Regions from separate parts of the Mus musculus genome. Here region 2 is linked to region 1. Evidence: chromatin contacts called from public Micro-C data. All regions are on one chromosome and are shown on one strand. Each heading gives the region's core, a stretch centred on a gene start, on an enhancer-like site or on the middle of the called end of the contact. The rest is flanking DNA. Distances are from core to core; before and after follow the strand shown.

Region 1 (4,084 bases), core at 1,126-3,625:
ATCTGGCAGAAAAAAAGCTGGCAGAGGGGCTGTGACAGGCATAGGTGACCTGGGTGGAGGGTCCCCAACTGGCCCTCCTCACCCCATGTGGAAAGATAGCCACTTCAACCTGTCCTCTCCAGTCCTGCCTGCCAGGCTCTGCCCTGGACATGCTAAGAGAGTGTGGGTGTTTGGGCATTGCCCAACATCCTGTAAGGGAAAGGAGACAGGACCCTGAGGTGCCCTCAAGCCTGCCAATTTCTCCCGTCTCATGCAGGAAGGCTAAGGCCACACGGTGGGGTCCAGCTGGTATCCCCATCCTGGAGCTAAGAGCAGCATTGGGTGCAGAGATCATGTCATCAGAGTTGGGTACTTCCTTCTGTGACCTCTACTGCCAGTACATGGAGCATGGCGGCGGCCCAGACCAGCCTGGCAGAGGCATCTCTGCCAGAGTAGTTTCTCCTGGGCTTCTCACAGCAGCGCACAGCCCACAGACCCTGGGCTGTTAGGGAGTGGGGTGCTTGAGTTGCCCAGGAATATCAGATGGTAGTGTCCAGTCCTGATCCCTCCCCGTGACACCCCCACCCTGGGTTGGGGATGCTGAGGCAGAGCCCTCTTTTCAGAACAGGTCTGGGAGGCTCCACCTTGGCCCTGCTGACACCCCTGCCCCTCCAGGTGTGGCTTAGCTAGATCGCCTCAGGAAATAGCTCCCGCCTTGCTGGACCCCCACTGTTCACGTTTCCCCACCTATATCCAAGGGTGGAGTTGGGGCACAACTGACTTGGTTTCCCCAGGGCCTATCCTGGGTCTGAGCAGAGAGAGGTCACTTCGGTGGTGTGACACAGTGGGACTGACTGGCTGAATGTGTCTGGGATGCTGCTCCCAGCTGAGGAGGGAGGCCTCCTGGGGTGTGCAGTTTGCACAAAGAGCTTTTCCACCTGTGGGCTGAATGGAGGCCATAAAGGATGAGGTGTCACCCTGGTCTGGGCAACAGGGGACAGTCCTTGTCTGGGACTAGGCTGTGGGTGTCTGAGTCGCCCCAGTTCTCACCCCACCCCCCCACCCTCTGAGAACTGAGTGAGGCTGGCAGGGTCCAGGCCACACTGACAATCAGCACTCTTCCATGACAGGCATCAGAGTGTCATTGGGCTGCTGAGAGCTGCTGGGGCCCGCCTGTCTCCCCAGGAGCTGGAGGACGTTGGGACAGAGCTGTGCAGGTGATGGTCTGAGCGGCTGTGTGTAAGGGAGGTGCCGGGAGGGGTCAGGGCCACTGGGTGGGGCTGAGGAGGGGGAGCCAGCCCACACCCAGGTGGCATACAGTGGCCTGGCTGACCGACGCATCTCCCTCACACCTGTTATAGGGGTGCCCAACAGAACAATCAGCAGGGGTGGGTGGGCATGTGCTGTGGGCTTGGTAGGCATGGGGGGTAGGGGGAGTAAAAACAGGGAGAGAGAAAAGCAGATCTGGGCTGCGACAGCTGGAGTTGGGTGCTGTCATAAGGTGTTCATCCTGGGTCCTGGAGACTTATGAGACTTCAGACTGACCTGTTGGGACGTCCTTAGTCTATAGGCCTCAACCTCAGCCCCCACACTGGTCTGCAGTCTCCCAGGGGAAAAGTGCTGTTTGCTGACTTCCTCCCAAGATGGAGGGATAAGGGTGGCTTGCAGAGGCGATGGGGGGAGGGTGGGAGGGAACAAGAGAATGGAGGCTGGCTTTGAAGGGCCTCCTGGGGTAGCTTGGTTCAGGACTGCCACCCTCTCCGGGGGCAGACCTATTGGCTCTGATGAAAGTGAGGCAGCACGCAGGTCCCAGGAAGCTGAGCCTAGCGTCAGCCATCCCCAGGGACTCTGCTTTACAGAGGCTGGGCTAACGTGAGCTGCTAGCTGGACTGAGGTATAGGGAACCAGTGTCGGTGAACTGGCTGCAGGTGCTTCCAGCATGATCCACCCCAGAAATTATACAGCGCCACACCAGGGACTATGTCTTCCTGAGCAGGAAGGAGTCTCAGGCCACTTGGGGCTCTTCTAGCCTCAGTTTACCCAGGGTGGGGCCTGGCTCTTAAGAGTAGAAATACAGACTTTAGCAGAATGAAGACATTGTTTGAGGTTGTCCGCTCCAAACTTCCTCTACAGGGAAAGTGACCCCCATACTTCTTCCCCAGCCAGAATGCGCCTGTAGCCTGCCAGGGTCCAGGGTTGACTCGGACCCTTCAGCTACCCAGTTCCCTTCGGTAGCCACTGGCTGTCGTTACTTCCTTCTGCCTTCTGACAGGCCAGACACGTCACAGAGTCTGTGTTGTGAAATATGAAACTGGCAGGGGGTGGGTATGTGCATACTCACAGGTGCACGTGTGTGTATGTGTGTGTGTGTGTGTGCGCGCGTGCGCGCTCATGAGCACTCGTGCCCTTGACCTGAGTCATAGTCACACCCCATAGGTGAAACCAGACTCCAGGCCGCCCGCCCGCAGCTTAGCCTCCTGCCCCAGGGCTGGGTGCTGCTGGATCAGCTGTTTAGGGCTGTCTTTGTAAGAGTACCTAGGGCACAGGGAGAGGCACATTCATAAGGTAGGCAGGTGAGGGACCCAGCAGGTTCTGACAGCTTCTCTCCATCGCCCCCTCCCCCAACTCCCAGGCTGGCATCAAGGGGAGACAGCGAAGGCCTGCGGGCATGGTGGCAGGCTGGGGCTGACCTGGGACAGCCAGACTATGATGGACACTGTGCCCTGCAAGTAGTGAGTGCCTACCTCCTGTGTGCCTTCTTCTCCGGGTCTCCTGGAGGTCTTCCACTGCCCTCCCAAATCCTGGACCAGGAGCTGCCCACTCCTCCTAGGGAAATAACTTTCCTTAGGATTATCCCACTCCACGAGGCTGTATCCAACCAGTCCCCAGGGTGAGGGCGGGGTGTCCATAGGGGTCAGTAGGGCTTTGGGGTTTCTGGGTGCTGTAGCCCAGGCAGTCCCCACAGATCTCTCTTTCCTGCAGGCTGAAGCAGCTGGAAATGCAGATGTGGTGGCCCTGCTACAGAGCTTTAAGGACAGTGTCTGTGCCCAGCCCCAGCCCCACTAGGTCCTGGGATGGGCTGCTAGCTCCTCAGTGAACTCTCACTGGTTTGCAACTGGATCCTGGCACCTGATATCCCAGAGCCAATTTTAGAGGCAGCTGGAGGAAGAGGATATGGGAGACGTGTCATCCGGAGCCTTTCTTGGGGACCCCTAGAGAAAACAGTGTTCTGGAGGAGACAGAGGCTGCTGAGGCTTCACGTGGCAGAAGCCCATCTCAGATCTTCACCCTATCCAGTCTTGAGCTGAGTAACTGGAAAGGTCTAGGCCTGCTCCCAGCTGACCTCCATCCCCACTGCTCTGGGGTTTTGAGACAGGGTGGGCAAGCCCCAATCTCCAGAGACTGCCTGGACTCCATACACAGCGCCCCCTGAAGGGGGAGCCCCACCTCTGCAAGTCCTCAGCAAGCCTTGTTTCTAGGAAGTGCTCCTTGGCCCCAAACCTGCCATCCTGCTGCAGCAGAAACGGTTCCTTACTGCTAAGGGACCTCAGGCACGTGCCAGCCGATTGACCGGCTACTATGTTAGGACCTCAGGCAGGCACTTCCAGCCGATTGGCTACTATGTTAGCAATTGGCTACTATGTTAGCGATTGGCTACTATGTTAGCGTCATTGTATTTGGTGAGACCTTGAAGAGTTTCAGAAACCAGCTCTGTCCTGGCCTTGCTATCTCCTCCAGCCACGTGTTCCAGGAGCTGACTCAGAGCGGACTTATCCTCCCTAAGTTGAGCTGTCTTCTGCTCAGCTGCTTCCCAGCCTTTCCGCACGACAATCTGAAGGTCTTTGTTGAGAAGAATGTCAATAAAGTTGTCGGGACAGCTGCTCTTTGGCCTGGATGGGTCTGTGGGCTGTGACTGTGTCAGTATGTGGGGAGTAGGCCTCAGGCTGTGGGACAGAGAGCCATCTCCACAGCAGACAGCAGTCCACTTAAGCAATCATCCTGAGGCCGGCCTGGCATGGCAGGATAGGGTGACATGGGGAGGGCCTGAGCGAGCTGCCCTGCCCCACCCCCATCCCCTGGCCGCTTGGGGGGGGGGTCTACAATC
Region 2 (4,084 bases), core at 437-2,936, 480 kb after region 1:
GGCCAACTGCTCTGGGAGGCCCTGGAAAACCTGGTGAACCGGGCTGTGCTCCTGGCCAGTGATGGTGAGAAGCTGGGAGGACTGAGGCGTGCCACAGGGCACAACCCGTCGTGAAGACCCCGAGGTCTTTGGCTATGTGGGGAGGCCATGTGGGAGGTGGCCACCCTTTGCCTTGTTTCCATCTCTGGCCCTCTCCCTTGACTCTGCACACTTCCTTCCTGCAGCCCAGGCTTGCACCCTGGAGGAGGTGGTTGAACGACTGCTGTCCATCAAAGGGCGGCCCCGACCAAGCCCCCTGGACAAGGCCCACAAGAGTGTCCAGACCAACTCAGTCCAGAATCAGGGCAGTTCCTCCCAAAACACTACTACTCCCACAACTAAAGTGGAAGGCCAGCAGCCAGTAGTGGCTTCTCCCTGCCAACACGTGGGCAGCATCCAGAGCTCCAGTGTTGACATAGCGCCACAGCCAGTAGCCCTTGAGCAGTGCATAACAGCCTTACCTCTACCTACCCCACCACTCTCCAGCTCCACCCCTGTGCTCCCTCCAACCCCACCCCCCCTGCCAGGCCCAGGGGCCACATCTCCCCTTCCCCCTCCCCCTCCCCCTTTGCCTCCCCCTTTGCCAGGCTCAGGGACCACATCTCCCCCTCCCCCTCCTCCTCCCCCTCCCCCCTTGCCACCCCCTCTGCCAGGCTCAGGGACCATATCTCCCCCTCCACCCCCACCCCCACCTCCCCTACCAGGTACAGGGGCTGTGTCTCCCCCACCCCCTCCGCCACTTCCATCTCTGCCTGATTCCCACAAGACCCAGCCCCCGCCCCCACCCCCACTCCCTGGCATGTGCCCAGTTCCTCCCCCTCCCCCACTACCCAGAGCAGGCCAGATACCTCCACCTCCTCCCCTGCCTGGTTTCTCTGTCCCCTCCATGATGGGTGGTGTGGAGGAGATCATTGTGGCCCAGGTCGACCACAGCCTGGGCTCAGCCTGGGTCCCCAGTCACCGCAGAGTGAATCCACCCACACTGAGAATGAAGAAGCTGAACTGGCAGAAGCTGCCATCCAATGTGGCACGAGGTGAGCCCCTCCCTGTTCCAGCCCAGCCTCTGAAGAGGGTAGGTACATACTGGTACATACTGGTCATTCTCCCTACGAGTGTCCACCGTTCCTGCGCCTACCTTTGCTTAGCCAAGGCAGCCAGGCCCTGTCAAGGCTTCGTTCCTACCTGTCTTACATGGGACTAAAGGCCACCTCAGAGGATATAGTCTCATCCAGTACACAGCCCTGTGGGTCATAGGTGTCTGCTGCTATAGGCCCTGCCCTGCCCTCTCTAAGGTTCTCTGCACAGTGGCCTAGGTGTTAGGTGCTGAAACCGACAGAAGGCAAGGCAGGGAGAGACCTGGTCACCTGCCAGCATGGACGTGTGTGCCCACACATGTGTACATAGCGTGGAGGGTGGATGATGCATTCAACCCCGGCTGGGCTCCATGCACGTCCTGTTCAGTCCTCAGAGGCCTCGCTTGGCCCAGCTGGAGCCCCAGGCCCGCAGTAAGCATGGGTTTCAGCAGAGCCTTGCCTGCCCCGCAGAGCGCAACTCCATGTGGGCCACACTGGGCAGCCCCTGCACAGCCGCAGTGGAGCCCGACTTCTCCAGCATTGAGCAGCTGTTCTCCTTCCCCACGGCTAAGCCCAAGGAGCCCTCTGCTGCCCCCGCCAGGAAGGAGCCCAAAGAAGTAAGACTAATGACAGGGCCTGACCTCTCTCTCCTCCCTGTGTGTGTGTGTGAGAGTATGTGTGTGTGTCTGTGTATGTCTCTGTGTGTGTGTATGTGTGTCTGTGTGTGTCTGTGTGTATATGTGTGTGTCTGTCTGTGTGTATGTATGTATGTGTGTGTCTGTGTGTGTGTGTCTCTGTGTGTGTCTGTGTGTATGTATGTGTGTGTCTGTGTGTGTGTGTGTGAGACATCCTCTGCCCACCCTCCAGATACCAGCTAAATGGGGGTTTCTAGGTCACTTTTCTGGACTCCAAGAAGAGCCTGAACCTCAACATCTTCCTGAAGCAATTTAAATGGTGAGTGAGGGAGTAGTGTTGCTGCCAAACTCAGCCCCAGCCGAGCAGCCAGCTCTGCCCGGCATCCCAGCCCTGCCCAGCAGTGCCCTCTGCAGGCCGGCCAGGTCCATGCATGCTCCATCCCCAGGGCAGGAGGCTGTGGGTAGCTACCATAGTCTTATCTAAGATTCCTACATGCCAGAGTACAAGCGATGCCCAGAAAATCACTGATAGACCATAGACAAGCTGTGGCCAAGTCAAGGGAAGACAGCCCTGCCTCCCAGTTTCCAAACCCTTACCTAAGAGTCCCTCCAGTAGCGCCTCGGGTGCCCACCAGCCACCCCCATCTCTAAGCATGGCAGGAGACAGGGAAATTTCCTGCTTCTTCACCCCTGCCCCCCCCCTCCAGTTCCAATGAAGAAGTCACCAGCATGATCCAGGCTGGAGACACCAGCAAGTTTGATGTGGAGGTCCTCAAACAGCTTCTAAAGCTTCTTCCAGAGAAGCATGAGGTGAGCCGGGGCCCTGATCAACCCCAGGAAGCAGGGATAGCAAAGGCCTGACCCACCTCACCCCAGGGGAGGCCCAAGGCTGGAGCCCCAGACCTGACCCACCTCACCCCGGGGGAGGCCCAAGGCTGGAGCCCCAGACCTGACCCACCTCACCCCGGGGGAGGCCCAAGGCTGGAGCCCCAGACCTGACCCACCTCACCCCAGGGGAGGCCCAAGGCTGGAGCCCCAGACCTGACCCACCTCACCCCGGGGAGACCCAAGGCTGGAGCCCCAGACCTGACCCACCTCACCCCAGGGGAAACCCAAGGCTGGAGCCCCAGACCTGACCCACCTCACCCCAGGGGAGGCCCAAGGCTGGAGCCCCAGACCTGACCCACCTCACCCCGGGGGAGACCCAAGGCTGGAGCCCCAGACCTGACCCACCTCACCCCAGGGGAAACCCAAGGCTGGAGCCCCAGACCTGACCCACCTCACCCTGGTGGAGACCCAAGGCTGGAGCCCCAGACCTGACCCACCTCACCCTGGTGGAGACCCAAGGCTGGAGCCCCATGGCTCTTCATGAGGAGCTGAGGCAGGCAGGTGCCGGTTGGGCAGACGATTGGTTCCTACATGTGGCCCTCCTGCAGATTGAGAACCTACGGGCGTTCACTGAGGAGCGAGCCAAGTTGTCCAATGCTGACCAGTTCTATGTTCTGCTCCTGGACATTCCCTGGTGAGCATGGTGGCCCTGGGATCCTGCTTAACCCGTGAGGAAGGAAAGGTGGAGAGAGCAGGGCAGGAGCCGAGCTTGGGTGAGGGAGGAAGGCAGGGCAGGAAGGCAGCTGTCTCTGAAACAGAGTCCCTAGGGCACTGGGAATGAGTCATCTGGCCTGACGCCTAAGCGTTGCTCCTGCTTCTCAGCCCCTCTCAGAGCAGAGGTGAGACCTCTTATGCCCTGAGGCCAGAGACTTCCTCAGAAGCTCCAGGCATCCTGGGCTGCTACCAAGTTGCCCGGGCCTGACTTCTGTCCTGGGCACAGGCCTAGGAATGTATATGTTCTCAGCCCAGGCTATGGGGACTCTCCCTCAGCCCACCCACCAAGGGCAGAGCATGTTCCCAGTGGCAAGCATGGTGGAACCTCCAGGCCCTAACCCCCTCCTGTGCACCAGCTACCCGCTGCGGGTGGAGTGCATGATGCTGTGTGAGGGAACGGCCATCGTCCTGGACATGGTGCGGCCCAAGGCCCAGCTGGTGCTCACTGCCTGCGAGAGTGAGTGGGGCCCAGAAGCCTACGGGGCTGGGAGGGATGGGCCTTCCACGTGTGTCAGCCCCTGCTGGAGCCATGTCACAATGGCCACGTGAGGTGCCAGCTTTGCCACCGAAACCCATAGTCACCTCTGCTGCTAACACACACACACACTCGGTCCTATACACTCAACTCATTGCACACTTGAATGAGGGCACACACTCCATACCCACAGGAACAGCATGCGTGCATATATATTCATATACAGCCACTCAGACACACAGAGCCACAAGGGTATACAT

The links. A called contact is a pair of places that touch in the nucleus more often than the background predicts.
Region 2: a contact with region 1 is called in a Micro-C map of palatal mesenchyme, with 2.2 times the contacts expected there. The contact joins two enhancer-like sites. A contact is called at or near these places in 7 of 39 promoter capture datasets (the C10 cell line, cranial neural crest, embryonic stem cells and 3 more), 20 of 484 Hi-C or Micro-C datasets (B cells, the G1E-ER4 cell line, the HL-1 cell line and 14 more), 15 of 115 datasets of contacts at active chromatin or transcription factors (the NIH/3T3 cell line, SST interneurons, cardiomyocytes and 11 more) and 1 of 9 other capture datasets (liver).

What each region holds. Positions count from the first base shown.
Region 1 is chr12:112,123,701-112,127,784 of GRCm38.p6, forward strand. It overlaps Aspg (asparaginase), which reads left to right. Exons shown (of 15, transcript NM_001081169.1): 13 at 1,110-1,196; 14 at 2,612-2,711; 15 at 2,962-3,873. The coding sequence ends at 3,045. Among named protein-coding and RNA genes, the nearest start is that of Mir203, 5.1 kb to the right of the region's middle. Within about 2 kb of position 2,376, at least 58 of the 459 cell types and tissues checked have an H3K27ac peak or open chromatin away from gene starts, as enhancers often do. A contact at or near this core is called in palatal mesenchyme, where this site is marked.
Region 2 is chr12:112,603,790-112,607,873 of GRCm38.p6, forward strand. It overlaps Inf2 (inverted formin, FH2 and WH2 domain containing), which reads left to right. Exons shown (of 23, transcript NM_198411.2): 7 at 1-64; 8 at 225-1,073; 9 at 1,584-1,729; 10 at 2,005-2,066; 11 at 2,455-2,557; 12 at 3,184-3,269; 13 at 3,706-3,806. Among named protein-coding and RNA genes, the nearest start is that of Gm30048, 8.8 kb to the left of the region's middle. Within about 2 kb of position 1,687, at least 63 of the 459 cell types and tissues checked have an H3K27ac peak or open chromatin away from gene starts, as enhancers often do. A contact at or near this core is called in palatal mesenchyme, where this site is marked.